Linked DNA regions of Bicyclus anynana: region 1 is linked to region 2. A link is a contact called in public Hi-C data. All regions are on one chromosome and are shown on one strand. Each heading gives the region's core, a stretch centred on a gene start, on an enhancer-like site or on the middle of the called end of the contact. The rest is flanking DNA. Distances are from core to core; before and after follow the strand shown.

Evidence for each region. Hi-C and Micro-C count contacts between places; a contact is called where the count stands out from the background.
Region 1: a contact with region 2 is called in a Hi-C map of whole body, with 7 times the contacts expected there. The contact joins the promoter of LOC112044716 here to the promoter of LOC112044702 in region 2. A contact is called at or near these places in 2 of 2 Hi-C or Micro-C datasets (whole body and whole larva).

Annotation. Positions count from the first base shown.
Region 1 is chr15:5,954,270-5,960,704 of ilBicAnyn1.1, forward strand. LOC112044716 (10 kDa heat shock protein, mitochondrial) reads left to right here and starts at 2,761. Exons shown (of 1, transcript XM_024080654.2): 1 at 2,761-3,359. The coding sequence starts at 2,904. The coding sequence ends at 3,215. It overlaps LOC112044714 (glucose-fructose oxidoreductase domain-containing protein 1), which reads right to left. Exons shown (of 1, transcript XM_024080651.2): 1 at 4,932-6,435. The coding sequence ends at 5,315.
Region 2 is chr15:5,678,738-5,684,905 of ilBicAnyn1.1, forward strand. LOC112044702 (splicing factor 3B subunit 3) reads right to left here and starts at 2,901. Exons shown (of 17, transcript XM_024080624.2): 1 at 2,742-2,901; 2 at 2,242-2,488; 3 at 1,287-1,457; 4 at 710-904; 5 at 1-422. The coding sequence starts at 2,467.

The DNA.
Region 1 (6,435 bases), core at 1,511-4,010, 280 kb after region 2:
GAAGCGCCGTACGAGTTATAGAGTAGATAGGTAGGTAAGGTACATAGGGACTCGACTTATAGGGAAGGGAATGTTTTAATCATAAGACTAATAACCTATAGACCTGCAACACGTACCTAACAATTTTTCACTCCAATCGTAAACACTTCTGTGACTATGTTAGCGTAAAGCTAATTACAGTCGCCGACACGCACACGAGCGTACTTATCGATGCGTCAAGGGCTCCCATTTCGGGGCACATATAACTGCTTACGAATCCTGCGACTACACACTATCTATGTGTTATAAACCTATGGTTCAAACTAGCGGATGCTCGCGACCTCGTCTGCGTTGAATGCGGTTTTTTTAATTTTTTCCCTCGTTAATGCCCAGCAAAATGATAGACTAAAGCGGTAAAGCTTTTAAAAGCTTAAAACCTTATCGATTGGTCATAAATGTCATATAGAAATCTACATTATTTTCAGATAACTTTCTTTCCTTATTTCCGATCTTAATAAAAACAAGTCGCGAGCAATCGGAAAATCGTATGAAAATCCGTTAAATACCTACCTACCTAATAATCAAAGATGTGCGTGAAAATAATATCACACACACACACACACACGATTTTTACTCTCGTAGTTTATAGGTGTATAACAACGTGTAGAACAGTAAATGATAAAGATTATAAGTCATTCTTTGCAATAATTATCGTCAACAACATTTTATGTGGATGCCAGCCAGTGGGAAGTATGAGGAAGGCTGAAGATCGAACATATCGATATTTTGTTCAAAGGTTACAACGACCCTAGTTGAGATAGTCGAGACTCGAGCGTGGTCGAGCCGCTCGCGTGAGTTGTCCTCTGCGGTGGTGTGGGTTAGCGTTGAGTAGGACATACAAGAGGCAGGACATTTGTCCCGTACATGACGTCACAATGTAAGAGCGGCTCAACATTTAAAAATGTACTACTTCACATTTTCTGTCGCGGTAGTTGCTTTACCCGTACGCGAGAGAAAGCGAGACACTATAGTATGCGCATTATCATCTGAGTCGTCCGGTCATAGAAGTCAAAAAAGATAGGAATGTGCAGCGCGCCTACCTGCGCACCCTAATTATCGATAAACGGCTACCTGCGCACGTGCTAATGATGAGTCAATAATGATTTGGACGATTCTGATTGGTCGGTTTCTAATGTAATTGCATTGCGTATTTTTTTTGCTATAAATGTGTTTACTGCAATTAAATAAATACATTCATGTGTTACTCGTTGCGCACTATGGATACTAATATATAATAAATTTGGCAGAAGACGAAGATTCTGATGATGAAGACTCAGATGAAGATTAATTTTATTTAGTTAATAATTATATAATATGAAATATGTATTATATTAAATCAAATATTGTTAATTTTTTTAATTTTGTGAACAAGATACGATAATAAACTTTACTTATCGATAATATGTCTTTCATTGTTACACCCTTCACTAGACGGCTCCATAAGACCCATAAGTGCAAGCGAGATAGATATAGAGAAATGATTTATGGCCCTAAGACTCAGTTGTTAATGCTATTAGTATAGTACAAAAGTCGAATGGGACGTCATTCTGTGGTCCTGTCATATAATTTTGTACTATATCCCATAACGCGACGGAAATAGTAGGTATACGATGCGTTTAGAAATATTATTTTTTGAATTTGGATTTATTCAATTGACATTTTATAAAAATAAAAATTACTTAATAATTTAAAACTGAAATATAATAACCAAGGTGAATCGATCTATTTTATATAGGTTAAAAATAAGTTTGGCATTTAATATCAGTATGTAAGACAAACTATTACTAACATAGAATACTTGTACCGAATCGTAAATCTATGATTACTAAGCTATATTATTGTACTAGTACAAACATGACATTTGTACACGTTGCTTCAAACAAAGTTCAAATATGACATTTGTATTCGTTACTTCAAAATTCAAATGTAGTGCCAAGCTTCAGTACGCCTCGCCTCATTTGAAGTGGGACATTGTACTGCCTCGGTACAAAAAAGAGGCAACACTTACAAACTCTTTTTCAAGTCATGTCCTACCCAACACTAGTGTGGGTGAATGCTGCGCGCGCAGGTGTGTCTGAGACTGGCCGGCGCCGGCGCACATTCCTGCGATGGTCACGGGCTCACGGCGCGGCGCCCATTGACGATTGCGGACGCGATTGCAAAGCCACGATGCCGACCTCAACAATAAAGAGTATCTATATAGTTATATCTCTACAATAAGTTCCATAATTACCTACGCATAATAAAGAAAAGGGTACCTAGTGTTAGTGACTTATTGGTTTACCTGAGACGTCTAAACAGAACCCATTAAATAAACCATTTGGAAAAATAATTCGGCTCGGCAGTCCGTTGAAGATACCATGCATGATTAGTCTATATTGATATTCATAATTTTATAAAGATAAAGAAAAGATAAGTTATTTCTGCAGAAATCTTTACTTTGAGTACTAGTAGCGACATCTATTGAGATATTTTTCATTTAGTAAAACAACGCCATCTTAAAACATTTTGCAGTAACATTTTCTTGGATAAATTTTCTTAGCTACTAGACACTAGATGGCGCTGCGATTGAAATTTTTATAAAGGAAAACCTGCAGCAAAAAAATAATTAAAAAAATTTAAAATTGAATAAAATAAACTTCTATTCAAAGATTTATTATAATTTTAATTATTTTTGACTCAAATCAACAAATTATAAATAAAAATGTATTAAAATGTGGCAACACCACAAACACATGGCAGGAATTCCAGTTTGACCGGCGTACAAATTACGAATATTCTAGATTTTAACTCAAAAGTCACAAAATAAAATCTCTATTCATTTGTTATAAGTTTCGTGCTGATAGAAGATAAAACTCCTAAAAATGTCCAACGTAGTGAAACAGTTAATTCCCTTGCTGGACAGAGTACTCATCAAACGAGCGGAAGCAATCACGAAAACTGCAGGAGGCATTGTGATTCCAGAAAAAGCACAATCTAAGGTGCTCCACGGAGAAGTTGTGGCTGTGGGTACCGGCTCAAGAAAAGACAACGGAGACTTCATCCCCATCCTCGTAAAGGTGGGAGACAGAGTCTTGCTACCCGAGTATGGCGGCACCAAAGTTAGCTTAGAAAATGATGAAAAGGAATACCATCTCTTTAGAGAATCTGATATTTTAGCGAAGATTGAGAATTAATTTTAGTGTTAGTTTTAATTTCCCGCGGTTCGAATTATTGGTTAATTAGTTATTGTAGTGTCTGAACATGATGTGATTGTGTAATATGTTCATTGCTGTGGAACATGATGTTGTCTTTGCATTTATTATAACGATGTTATAAAACTGGTTGTATTCATTGTTACCTCTATACCTTACACACTAACAACTTACACTGAATAACAATGATGCAATGTTATAGGTTATCTTGAAATTGCACTTTGCACTTAACTATAAATGAAACCACTATTGCAAATCAATTTTTGTTATATGTAAAAGAAGAGATGGCTGGATTGTGTGAAAGAGAACATGTGTGTAAAGGGAGTGGATGATGAGTTGACGAGCAATAGAGATTAATGGAAAAGTATGACATAGTTTTCCGACTAGTGGGATAAGGGAATGGAGATGATGATCTCAAGACAACTTTAATTTCATTGCAGCATGCGACTATTAACTATACAGTTTATTAGGTACAATATTATTTTTAGGTTACAACTTAGAGCTTAGTTATTAATTTTATCAAAAATTCTTATAGTAATTTTATATCATTATTATATACAGAATAAAACTCATATTGTTATTTAAAAATTATATGTACTTCGTTTTACTTATATGTACTTTTTATATGTACTTTATATGTACTTTTTATATGTACTTTGTTTTACTCTGGATCCAATCCAAAATATTTAGGCAGCACTTGGCGCGCTACATGCCACAAGTTGTCATATGATTACATGTCAAAGAAATGAAAGAGGAACAATCTAGAATTTTAAATCTACTTTTAGATTTACATACAGTTCCCAAACATAGTGATTATATTCTTTCATAGTTCGCTGTGAAAGTAAAATGGGTAATATGTTTCAGATTTGAGGTCCTGATGTAACTTTTAATCTATTTAATATATGCACCCAACAATGTTGCAAAGGGCTGTTCAGGGCAATACCTATATTTTCTCAAAGCAATTTAATATTATTGTAGACTTTGGTATAGATGATGTCAGAAGGCTCCCAAAGGGGAATGAGTACCAGCCTATACGTCTGCCCAGGGTACCTATATACCCTGTTTAAGATTATGTGGAAATGATAATGATGTATAAATAAGGATCTGGTTAAATAATTGGCCTAATGAATGAAGAATAATGAATATTTTTACCCTTTCTAAGGCAAAACGTTTGTCGGTGTATAAAAGCAGTAAAGTAACATTTGAAACTGTATTTTTTTTAATTATATTTTTTTCTATTACCAACAAACTTAACAAACAAGAAAATGAACAAACAAATCAATCATAAGTAACAAAAAACAAAGTAATCATAATCAAACAATAACAGGGAGGTCCTGGATGCGGGCAACTCTTGACTGTGTTGTTTGTAAGTACATTAAAGGCCTACTTTTAGCAGTAACATCATGATAATGATAATATGTTCACATAAATAAATATCCAATATTAACAGAAGCCTGTCACTTTGTCCACCCTCAATCCTTCCTTATACCGGCCCTGGCGCAAAATCCATTCTCAGCAGACTTCTACTAACTACAAACTACCTCCCTGCCAAATTTCATCTCTGTATGTCAAGTAAATGTACTTTTAGTAACAGCAAATGCAAAGCAAATGTTTTTTTATGTATTGTTATTATTGTGATTACTCAAAACTATTTTATGGATTACTGATGTAGGATATATTTTCAGATAAATAATAAAATAGGAAGTATTAAGGCATTTTACTCTCATTTGTTTAAGGCATTTATTAATATAGCTTTAATTAATACTGATTAAACTAATTGATCACTTCAATCATTCTTTTGCACTTGTAACAGTAATAAACCTGACAGTGATATTTACAAACAATTACATCACAACTGGCCTAGATTCTCTACTGATATTTTAAATAAAAACTGACATAAAATACAATGTTCCAGTTTTTAAGGAATGCAATTAGTAAAACTTATTTATGCATTAAAAATGATTTACACAACTTGTCTTATAAACTAGGAATGTTATAAAATGAATTATATTTATGTACTAATTTGTATAAGCTAAAATATAAAAGGTACATAATAATGGCATTTTAATACACTAATGAGATTACTGCAGAGATATCGCTGTTCGTCTCACTGCAGCAGACAGTGCTGGATTAGGATCAGGTGGTTCAGTTAATAATTGTACTGTTTTCCAACAGCCATCTTCATTAGACTGTCGCAATGCTTCCATTGTCGCTTGGACTCGTTGTCCATCTTCAAATGTTGCTGCGGCTTTAACTGGCTCCTTTATCCAGTCCATTTGTTCCTTTACAGGTAAGAAGGCCTCTTTAAGTGCACTTATCATCTTGCAAAGCCCTTTAATATATGGCTTGGGTATTACACTTGACGCGCAACTTAAGTCCTCAATATCTACATAAATTACTTCTTCTTTTTCATGAGGCCTTTTCCCTTCTTCTTCTATTATACTTTTAGGGTTTGATTTATGTAATCTGCCATGTAGATCACCACCTCGAACAACTAAGTAGCCATTTTTACTACACACATAGATTTCTTGATTGAAACATGGCCCCGGCAAATGGTTGTTCAATGTTGCAGTCACTAACAATCCTTTGTCCATCTGTAATTGGAAAGTGCAGAAGTCTGGTGCTGTAATCTTTCTGATACCATTAACTTTAGATGTCTCCTCTACAAATGTTCTTAGGACACCATGCACTTTCATGACTTTCTGGCCACTGAGATAGGAAACCAAGTCTATAACATGGCTGCCAACCAATGTTAGTGTACCACCACCCATGGTGTCATCACACAACCAATTAAAGGTTTCACCCAGTAATGATCCCATTTGTACTCGAACATCTATCAATGTCAGCTCGTTTGGATTGCCGAGGTAACTATCTAGGATACATTTTCGCATGTGACTAAATGCGGGCAGGAACCTGAGGGAATGATTAATTATTGATATAAGGGTGGGATAGTATTGTGCAGCTCGCACCATTTTCAATGCCTCCGCCTGGCACAAACCTGCAGGCTTATCGCACACAACATGTTTACCAATACCGAGGGCTTTCACAGATATTTGAGCGTGTAAATTCGGTGCACACACAATGAAGACCAAGTTAACGTTTTTCTTCAACAAGACATCATCAATTTTGTTAGTGAAAAATGGTATTTTGAGCTCTTTTGCAGTGTTTTCAGCTTCCTGTAGAGTCACACCCCATATTGCTT
Region 2 (6,168 bases), core at 1,651-4,150:
GGCTGTTGCAACTGGTACAGTGTCAAAGTATTTGAGCTTAATTTCCGTGACCATGTCTTCGTCAGTCTCAATTGTTATCTTGAATATGTCTCCCTGTTCTGTTTGTGCTAGGAAGAAGTACATTGATTTTGTTTTGTGTGTCGCAGAACAGACAAAGATCATTCCTCTCTCAGGATCATCTAAATCATTGCGTCGCCTGGGTATGGGGCATCTAATGTCATGCTGGTCTCCCAAATTTTTGTATGTGAGATAGTTTTCCGAGCAGATAAGTACACCTGAGGGCCCGTCGTTACCACCAGGGACTGTTATAAGGAAGTTGGCATGTTCCTCCAGTGGTTCAGAATACTTTCTAACAACATGGTTGAGACCCAAATCTAATTCATAAAAAGTTAATGTCTGTTGTGTCTTTTGAGCAGCTTCACCTACAATGAATTATCAATATTACATTTCTGAACATTATACATAGTGAAATTATTGATGATGTATTGCAATCATTTAAGAGAGGATTTGACGTCACTGCCAATAAGAAACACGGACCTCAAAATAATCATTTGAAGTAAATGCAGCCTAAGAGGGCATTTCTTATGAAAATAAAATATCTAGATATCTATTACCTATAGGATATTTCTATATATTTTTTAAATATTTAAGTTAGGTTGCAAATTTTGTATTTCAGATAAACAAGTAAATAACAAGACAATAAAATTACCTGTAGGATCAGCATCAGCCTCCTCATAATCTATCTCCAAACAAGCAAACATGGGGTTCTCAAAACCAACATCCACACCCACCATGTGATAAACTAAGGTGTTGGACTTGTGAGCTTCTAGTGGGGAGGAAATGGTTAATCTGGCTTCTGCATCTCTGTTTAGAATGTACACTAGTTTTTGTTTCTCAATGGCACCTAAAAGAATAATATAAGTTATAACAAGCTGGCTGACCATAGTAACTAATATCTAATCTAATTAAAAGGATCTATGGACATCAGAAAGGTCCATGTCCAACTATAAAGGACATAGACCTTTCTAGTGTGTCTCTGTGAAATATATTCAATGCATTTGCAGTGTAGAGCTTTGAGCATTCTTTTATAGACATAATCTTAATTATTAAAATTTCATTTTATAAGCTGAATTTAGAGCTTATTTTTAATGTCATTAGCTGTATTATGTATTTTTGATATAACCATGATGCAAACAAGATAATTAAAATCATTATAATTGTTTTTCATCATACATTTTTTAAAATAATAAAAAAGTAAAGTGGATACAAAATCTATAAATTCTTACCAATCATAACAGCTCTGCCTTTAGGGTCAATAGCTAGATACTGTCCTGGTACTATCCTCCGGCAACCTGATTTTCCAAATGTTTCTTGGTGCACTTTTTCTAGAATATTCTTTGCTTGAATGTACTCCAATATCACAATACGTCCAGAATCTGATCCAACTACCAAGTAATCTGTAATAAAGAATGTGTTCAAGCAATTCTATCTAGTTTAAGCAAAGGTAGAAATTATAGAAAACTTCTTGTATACTGAAATGTACCAAAAACACGAACATCCCTGCAATTATTTTCAATTGCAAAGAGCGACGCGTTGGATTCAGTCTATGCATCTAGTTAATCCATATACCTTTATTAAAAGGCAATGGAGCAAGACAATGCAATATCCACAATTAATGAATTGAACGATATCCAGTAAAGAAATCCTTCCGATAGGATCATCTTTTAAATTGAAAATCATTCATAATAGCCCACTGAAAGAGCACTTTCAGCTGTTACATATTAATTTATTCAATATTTGAAATTTCTTACCATATATTACAAATTTCATTACAATACTTTATTTTATATTAAAAGCTTTAGCAATTGGAGGAAGAAATAAATGAAGACAGTTCGGCATCTTTCCTTGAAGTTTATTTGAAGCTGACAATGCTGTTCAAATTCTATTGGCGGCCTCGAGGTGCTAATGTTAGACTTTGTAATACCTTTTGTAAGAAATAAACTAAATATTTCATAGCCTGACCAAAAATTTGAACTCAACACCTCATGAAGTCATGACCTATAGGCAAACCACTGACCAACGTTACGTTAATAAAATAAATAATGTATTTAGAGTTTCTTTCGAACCCCCTTTGCGAGTAATTAAGGGTTATAATTACTCACAAGGGGGGGTCGAAGCACTTTCCTAACCTAAATCAAGTCGGGGTCAATGACCACGTGGGTTGCAGACAATGTCAATTACCTTTAGTGCCGCCGGTGAGACGAAACGACATCATTGAACGTATGACGCCGAATATTTCAACTTTCATCAGCGTATGAACTTTGCCGGTGTTAGGATCCGGTCTGAGCATTTCCAACGTTTTCCCACGCGATATTATAATCTCCTGTTGCTTTGTGCCGGAGAAGTTACCGTGGACGGCGTGCGTAATGGCCGAAGACCCTTGCAGTGTTAGGTTATACAAATACATCTTGGATCGGCCTTATTCACTCTGAAACGAAGCGATCTTTTATAAACTCTAAAAAATATTGCGAACTTTAGAATCATAAGCGAGTATGGGTTGTTAGGCTCGTAACTAACGAAAACAGAATAGGATTGTGTATTCGAATGGGTGAGCATATTTGTTTTAGCACTAAATATACGACCACGACTGACACTTAAATCTAGCCGAGGAGATACCATATAGTGCAAAATATTCACACGAAAATTCAGTATTCGGTACATTAAAATATTAGAATACTTACTTGCATAGAATAAGTAACCGATTGCCGCAATGCGGCCAGATATTTTATTTCACCACCGGCTTCTGCTTTCAACAGCCGCAAAATGGCGGACGCTGCTCCCACAGACGCTTGAACACCCATTTCACGAATAGCAAGGATGTTATAATTGAACTAACCAATCAAAAAAGAGGATTTTCTGACAAAGCGTCAGTATATATAAGTGTAGTGTTGCCATATATAAATCTTATTAAATAAAATTAAATCAGCTATTTATCAATAGATGGCGCTAACTTTTAAACTATTAGGCAATAGATGGCTCTGCAAAAAGTACTCCACCAGTGACATCTAGTGATAATTTTAGAATTTAGATCCGACTACTTAAATTAGTAGCCAATAGATGGCGGAACCAATAATAATGCGCCGTTTCGGCCTTTTTCAAACCATACTAATTTAAAAATAAAAGTGGCGTTTAGTGATTTAATAATATTGTTATTATTAATATATTAACTACCTGCCAAATAAAACATGATAACGTTTAGTTATAATTACTACATTCATACCTAGTTCATACCCACACAAGGCTTTGTTATGTACTTATGTATAGTAGGTATATTTCGATGTATGGTAGTGGAGATCGTCCTAAATGGAGGTGGGTAGGCATCTACACTAATTTAATTATGAAAAAAGGCGTGTTTAAAAACAAATTTTTATTCGTGCCTTGGACTACTACTAGGACCTTGGACTCATCCACTGTACCTAAATCCTACATCACCTGTCTTTTACAGAAACTCAGAAAAAATAAGATAAATATATACCTATAAACGCCGAAAACATATAGTTTCAGTTTTCTTCATAGAAGTTCAAAGAAGGGTTCAAATGCCCTTTGCTAACATGTCAGTTATCCTTAGGTACATGTATAAAAAAAAATTCATTGATGCACTGTGAGATCTCATACTGACGATATTTAACTACATAAATTAATTAGCAATTTAATCTGACACACAAAAAAAGTATTGTCATGATACTTATATTTTTAAAACCAGTTAGGTTAGTACCTACATAAACATTATAAATAAATAGTTACTGCAATGTTTTTTGTTCTCAGTGAACAACCTTGGCATTAACCGACCGAACACCTGAAGCGTTTCGGTGGGATTTAGTTTCGTTGTCTGTATTGTAAGGGCCGCTGCGTTGCATTGTGGTCGTTTTAATTCTATTTTGTGACTGCGGGCTCGGCGCTCGGCGCGTCGCGTCACAATGTATCGGATCGTGGCCGCACCTGAGTATTTGGTCCCATTTCACTTTGAGACGCCGCGTTCTTTATTGGATCATCAGTCAACAACACGAATGTCCCTATTTGAGTTTCTTTTTACCACTGTTTGAGTTTATTCTTTCATGTTGGTATACACCTACCTACTTAATATGTACTTAACGTGCAAGTATTACGTAAGTACGTTAGGGGGCGAGGGGTCCTTGCTTTGCTTAATTTTGATCACATGTTGGGGGGGGAGATGATGATTACGTCAGCACACACACTGTCTGAAAACGAAACGCATTTTTTGAGATTGACGCAAATAAAAAAATGCATAAGTAAGTAAAATTATTAATAAGTTCACGTAAGCATGTGAGGGGGAATAAGAGTTCTGCTGACTTTTGCTGACAAGTGGGATGGGGAGGGGATAATTGTAATGCTTCTGCTTACGTAATATTCGAACGGCCCCTTACCAATGTTTTTAAATTAACGCTTGACTGTAGTATCTATGTAGATAGTGATGTGTATTGTTTAAGTATATTTATTTATTTATTTTATCTCGTCCAGCAGTGGACGTGCATCGGCTGTTAATGATGATGATGATGATGATGATGAAACTATAAAAATGTTTGGCTTTTTAAAATAAACAATTTTTAAGTATGTCGGCATTTCTTATTAATTCATTATACTATAGTCGTAGTCACTAGTGCTTGTAATATATGAATGTTGAATTCATCATCATCATTATCAACGTATAGTCGATTCACTGCTGAGCACGAGTCTCTTCTCAGAATGAGAGGGGTTGGGCTAATAGTCCACCACGCTACCCAATGCCTGTTGGCAGACTTCACACACGAAGATAATTAAGAAAACTCTATATGCAGGTTTCTTCATGATGCTTTTTCCTTCACTATTTTGGGATACGGGAAAGTTGGAGGTACATATCCCGGACCTGATTCGAACCTACGCCCTGCGAATCGAAGGCAGACGTCATTTCCACTGGGCTCTCATGCCTCGAATTTTGAATTAGGTTAGGTATGTGATTTAATAAATTATAATAATGTCTGGCATACATTATATTAACACCACAGTTAGTAAATCTTTACAAGAAGTATAACTCCGTGGAGCTTAAGCGCTTTAGCATAATCGCGACTACCTGACGCTTATGATTCCCTGAGCGCAACGGTAGCGCCATAGACATCTCAATAATCAGGCTTTAGAAATGGCGTGCGTATTCCACTACAAACTAATATGGAAACCATATCCAGTGTAGCAGAAACATTTCGCCGTGTGCGTCATTTCTTTTTATGCGTTTTAAGAAATTAAATATCACGTATCTCAAAGGAAAAACATCGTGAGGAAACCTGCATACCTACCAGAGAATTTACTTAACTCTCTGCGTGTGTGAAGTCTGCCAATTCGCAGTGGGCCAGTCTGATTGACTATTGGCCTTACCCGTCTCATTCTGAGAGAGAGAGAGAGAGGGAGAGACTCGAGCTCAGCAGTGACCCGAATATGGGTTGGTAATGATGATGATGATGCACAATTTTACATTTCTTGAACACACAACTCGACATTGTAGACAATATTTAGTTATTATTTATTTAAATAACTTTCCTCGTTTGCAATGAACCTAAACCAAATAAACACAATTAGCCACTTTTGTCCGCCTCAGTATCAACGCGCTAGTGACCTGTCTAGTAGTATAAAATCTTTGCCCATTAAGTGAATAATTTACAAGGTTTGCCGGGTCACCTAGTTATTAGGTACTTAAAAAATAGATACGTCATTTCTATTTCCTTTTTATTAGGAACTCTATGGGTTGGCCAGGCAGAGCGGGCGAGGCGACGACCCTGCACGTGTGCTACCTTGGCAACGGGTAAAATCTCCACGTTAAGGGCCGGAACTACCTACCCACCTTGAGTGACATTTTCATATGCATTTTTATATGTGAAGAATTATAGAGAAACATTAATCTATATATATAAAAATGAATTGTTGTTCGTTAGTCTCGCTAAAACTCGAGAACGGCTGAACAGATTTATCTTATCTTGGTTTTGAAATGTTCGTGGAGGTATAGAGAAGGTTTAAAAGGTGAGAAAAATCAGAATAATTGCCGGGAAAACCATAAAAACAACCGTTTTCTATTTCCCATACAAATGTTTTAGAGTCAAGCGGATTTCTCATACAAATGTT